Linked DNA regions of Capsicum annuum: region 2 is linked to region 1. The links are chromatin contacts, called in public Hi-C maps. All regions are on one chromosome and are shown on one strand. Each heading gives the region's core, a stretch centred on a gene start, on an enhancer-like site or on the middle of the called end of the contact. The rest is flanking DNA. Distances are from core to core; before and after follow the strand shown.

Evidence for each region. A called contact is a pair of places that touch in the nucleus more often than the background predicts.
Region 2: a contact with region 1 is called in a Hi-C map of leaf, with 4 times the contacts expected there. The contact joins two enhancer-like sites. A contact is called at or near these places in 3 of 5 Hi-C or Micro-C datasets (bud, leaf and placenta).

The regions. Positions count from the first base shown.
Region 1 is chr4:92,964,156-92,966,855 of UCD10Xv1.1, forward strand. LOC107867824 (probable ubiquitin-like-specific protease 2B) reads left to right here. Exons shown (of 17, transcript XM_047411884.1): 17 at 721-1,617. The coding sequence ends at 1,311. Among protein-coding and RNA genes, the nearest start is that of LOC107867824, 27 kb to the left of the region's middle. Within about 2 kb of position 1,311, at least 1 of the 5 cell types and tissues checked has an H3K27ac peak or open chromatin away from gene starts, as enhancers often do. A contact at or near this core is called in leaf, where this site is marked.
Region 2 is chr4:93,063,023-93,065,722 of UCD10Xv1.1, forward strand. It overlaps LOC107867823 (eukaryotic translation initiation factor 3 subunit I), which reads right to left. Exons shown (of 8, transcript XM_016714264.2): 8 at 2,035-2,307. The coding sequence ends at 2,232. Among protein-coding and RNA genes, the nearest start is that of LOC107867823, 11 kb to the right of the region's middle. Within about 2 kb of position 1,444, at least 4 of the 5 cell types and tissues checked have an H3K27ac peak or open chromatin away from gene starts, as enhancers often do. A contact at or near this core is called in leaf, where this site is marked.

The DNA of each region.
Region 1 (2,700 bases), core at 61-2,560:
TTAATTTCCTTTTGGCCAATTAGGTAGTTTCAGACACTTTTTATGTGCTAATGCTTTGTAAAAATTTTTCCTAGATGCTCTTGTATCCATTGATTGAATATTTTTGTTAAGTGTCATAGCGCGAGAGAGAAAGGAACAGTTGGGCAGGGAGGTAAAGGGGAAGCTCTGTTATGCATACAGACATGAAGAATGGAAACAGCGAAATATTTGTTTTTTAAACACTCCTACCTGGGATCTTCTCTTATGTGGCATAGTAGGAAGAATAGTAGTGTAGTTCAGGAATTAGTTTTGAACAAGTGCTGGGGTGAGATTTATATTTGAAGCAAGTGTTGCAGAAGTTTCGCAAAGATGTCAAGGAGAATCAGATTTCCACTATACCCGCATCCTTTCTGCATCTATTGCAATATAAGATTCTCTTTTCTGAGAATTCCTTAAAATGAAGCGAGTTCTGTTATTGTGGTCGTTTATGATACTGTAAGTAGTTCCACTTTTGGAGGGTGTAATCTATGTTGCTTCTTGTTGATCTCTCTTGCTTGTTTTAAACATGCATGGATATTATTAGCCACTTGTCTTTGGTGGATCTTGATTAACTGATTTTGGCTGAACTAGATCACTTCGCCAAGGGTTTGATTCTGTTTATATGCATTTATTTTGCATTATGAATTGGTCTTCTTGTGTTCAAACTCAAGTCACACTGAGTTGTTGGTAACCTTAAAACAGGAAGAGGTTGAAGCTGGAGATCTTGTTTACACGGCAACTGAGACAGGCCTCCAGCATCTGGATGGGAATGGATCTGAACCCTGTGCCTTTTCATATTCATCTGGGTCTCTTGCTGTGGGAACTTCCTGGATCCCAGGTGTGTCAGTTGTCCAAGATGTGCACGATGAATTGGACTCACCACCAACTACTTCAGTCCCTGACACTGAGAATCCATTGGAAGCTGAGGTTGTAGAACCGTGCCAAGTAGATCACAATATGAGTTCAGATGAGAAAATAGATCATCCAAGGTCGAGTATTGATTGTTTGGTTGATGGACATGCCACTTCTGGTGAGCTGCTGGACATCACTTTGGCACAATGCTCTGTCGAGACACATGGTAACAGTGGTACTGGTCCTGTCGCCTTTGGTGAGGAGAACCCATATGATATCCATGGAAATGTCAACCTTGCCTGTAAAAGCTTGCTGCTCATTGGTAGTGGTTCCGGATCAGAAGTAGATCCTCAACACAATGTGAAAAGGAGGCGGCTTACACCCTTGGACGAAGAGGAAGCAGCATTTAGAAGTAACTTGTCACGTGATCTGCATTTGTAGATTTGACCTCTGGGAGCCTTATCAAGCATTCTTTGCTCTCATGGCACTAGGATACAAGATTATTATTTGTTAGCTGCTACATACCCCATCCTGTGAATAGACTTAAGTGGTTTGTTTGGACACCCGACATCTGAATTTTTGTAAATGCTCTTAACCAGGATCGTAGTTGCGTCCGTTTAGGGACTAATACATGCCTGATATACACAGCTCTTTCATGACTGCGGTCTTGTTTTAGTTTCTCATCTCTGTGAAATGCTAACTTATATTCGGTTGCATATGTAGAGATGCCCATTTTAGACTGCTGTATTTGCAAGAGTTCAGCGGTAGACTGCGTTTGTGACAAATGATCCCTAAATCTTTCAAAATTTGTACAATGTCATAGTTTGATGACTAGTTTTTTCCTTTTAATCAGATAAAATCACTTGAAATGAGAGGGAGACCTGTGTTGAGGTTGCATTAAATGAGCATACACAACAGAAGTAATTGTTCCATTTTCAAGCTTCACTTCAAACTTTTCAAAAATTCTCGCATCACGTTTTTATTCTCCTAGCAAGACAGATAAAATGAATATACATGAAATCAAAAAAAGAATCATATCGCCCATCTCTCTAACGCTGAATGAGCTTTTTAGATTTGTATCCATTGAAAAACTTACCCATATTTTGGGAACCAGTCACAGCATAGACGATAATGTTTTCTCAAATTGTAGTGTAAACAACATAAATAGCCTAGTTAATGAAACTAATTACATAAAATTCCTTGAAGTTATTTCTCTCCTGATTTTTGCAAATATACCCATGCATTCGGTCGTCCATCATACATCGGTCAAATGTATGATAAAACAGTTAATCCTATATTTAAGATAAGATAAATCATAAATTATTTTACTGTTCCTTAATTAACGACAATAATTAGCTAACATTAACTAGTGTATGAATAAAAATAGCAACTGAAATTTCAATTTAAAAAATTTTCTTAAACATCACAGTATTTTTTTTTGGATTGAAGATCTGAAAAACCAAAAAAAAATAAAAATTTCTTCTACATTCGTTCTTCAATTCTACTAAAATCAATATGAATATCCCCATATTGTTGCGACATTCTGGAATTTGGGAGTCGGAAATTAGTTATCAATCATACAAAAGTGACACAATTATTGTTTTGGAAAGTATAACTTTTTTGAAATTGATTGCTACGATCGCCATGGAATTGGATCTCGACAAAGTACGTAAAAAGATTGAAGTGAAATATATCGTTGAAGGTAATTCTTCTCCAATTTTCATAAGGAATGACAATGGAGTGAGAGTTTACGTTGAGTAGAAGAAAAAAATTTCTGGATTGGCTAATTTTTCGCTATATTTTCATTTTCGACAAATCAAATAACGAAAT
Region 2 (2,700 bases), core at 194-2,693, 99 kb after region 1:
CCTGTCTAACCTCTTCTACCTTAAAACGTCTACAATAGCTAAAATCCCGACACTCCTCTGAGTGCTTCAGTTCCCCTAACACAATAACTCTATCCCCTTCGTCATTCAAGAGCCTATGAAAGTACGACTGTCATCTATTCTTAATGTGGCCGTCCTCCACCAACACTCTACTGTCCTCCCCCTTAATGCACCTCACCTGATCGAGGTCACGACCCTTCCTCTCCCTAGCCTTAGCGAGTCTAAACAACTTTTTCTCCCCTCCCTTCCCCTGTAACCCTGCATACAAGCTCTAAAAGGCCAACAATTCCTTTAGCAAAATTTTCACAATCACGATCCTTATTATACTGTTATTGTGAAAAAAGACCAATTGGATTTTAAGGGTTTGGTGAACTTTGAACTATGTTTGATCCTCCTCCTGATGGTCCAATGCTAAAACCTTTTCACCAAGAATAGCTAAATCCTATTATCATTCTCTTGAATGATTTTTAGTCAAATGGGTTTTGAAACTCTCTTCCTCTCACAGCCCCCAATGGAACCTACACTCCCGTCAGATACATATTTTCACATTTGTTTACAAATACCACACGTAGAGAAATTTTTTTCTTTATTCATTAGTCAAATAATAAAATTTTCACACGGATAATCTTAAACTACGTTGTATCGAGATTTTATCCCTAACGAGAGTAATAGGGGGAAGACTAGCTCCAATCTGACTATTATCCTGAGTTGGAACTTCAACACTAGCGGAAACGAAAGTGGTCGATATATCATCTAAATCATCATCCACATGTAATTTTACTTGTTCATTTAATTCATCTTAAAATCATTATGCAGTCATCATGAGGAATAAGATTATCAATATTAATTTCTATAGGAGGGGCAAAATCAATTTCATTAACATGCATAAAATCATTCGTATTAAATCTAACTTGAGGCAAGTGAGAAGAACTAGAAGAAGAATCTTTATATTTTTTACTACCAAATTTCATTTAAACCTTTTACTTTTTGTGCAATACTTTTTTTACCGATTTTTTTTTTAGAGGAATCCATAATATAATAAAATAAAATGTGAAATTAGCAAATTAAAATGAACAACACAACTAATAAATACAAAGAATAAATTAAAAGTCTAAAGGAATGAATGTATCAAACGTCTGCCGGAAAAGCAGACGATTATAACCTAAAATTGAAGCTTGAAGAAAATTGCTCCTACAAATTTACCAAATTATACTTCAATTGCAAAATTATAACAATAATTATAAAATTTATAGATTTGAGAGTAGAGAATTGAGAGAGAACGAGAGAATAAAAATGTGATAGAGGAAAGGAAAGGATTTGGGTTTGTGGGGCGGGGCGGGCGGGGGTGTGGGGCTCAAAACTCTGTTGCGGGCCCCACTAGCCCTTGCCAACGCTCCCATGACCCAATTAAGGAAAAGAATTCACCGAATCAAAACTGGGAATGACCCGATTAAGAAAAAAATTCACCGGATCGAAACAGGGATGCACCAGTACCAATTCCCTGGTATGAGAACTCAATTCCATTCTGTTCCGGGTACTCCCAGAACGGTATCAGTACAATCCGGTCCAGCTGTCAGCTTTAAACCAGCCTACTATTGAGAAGGCATAAATGGGAGAAGCATACTGAGACTTGGGTGAAGGCTTTAACAATTCTAGGCGGAACAAAGTTGCAGAAAGTTCTGAACCCATATTAAAGTAGCCTGGAGGAAGAGTTCACGTCGATGCAAAGACAGAATGACGCAGCAGCATAGACTTTCCTCAGTTTGAAGGTATGGCTGAGTTTGTAGGAGCTGACTTAAAAATGGTTATTTGCCAATTTCCTAAAGAACTCCTCTGGACCATCTGTCTGATAATTTCAAGCTAATAAAGAGCAGCACAGAGGATAAATCAAAAAGTAAAATATATTTTGTTTTGTAAGAAATTGCATAAATAGATCCCGCCAACTCTGCCGTAAGCAAGTGCAAACTTGAAAACATTGCACCTCAAAATAACCAGTCATTATGTTTTGCACAACAATAAACAAAATGTGATTTTCTTCTGCAAAATATATAGCTTGCAACAATACAAGTATCCGAGAAATTCATTGGAGATAATCAGAAAGTCGCTTCCAGAGAAAAGTCAATAAGCACCACTGTTTTCTACTAGATACCCAAAAGAAAAAAACTACAGGATACCCAAAAGCACAGACTTCCAAAACCTGGTCCTATCAAAATCTAAATCTTGATGTTGAAGTAATCATGGTCAAAATGATGCAATCTCACATATCCATCTTCACCACCACTTGCGAAACTGCAAAATCAAATTACTTGGTCAACACGCCAGCTTAAACATATTCAAAGATGGAAATTGATCAACATTATATCATCTAGAAGCAAGCAATATTACAGTTAATCAGGAAAATTAACGCACAAGCACACACGCTTGTCGAGCTTGAAGATAAAAGGAAATGATATATATATAGGGTTGTATTGTGCACAGAAAAATGCTCTCTTTCCATTAAGCTTGAGCCTACATTCTTACACCGCACACAATCTAACTGTGAGATGCTAAAAGTTACATTCTTACACCGCACACGATCTGCTGATATGAGTTTCCACCATCCGAAGAAAAGACATGACAAACCAATCAAAACTAAAAAAACTACCTAAGGTAAGTACTTGCACCACTACTTTGACAACTTGC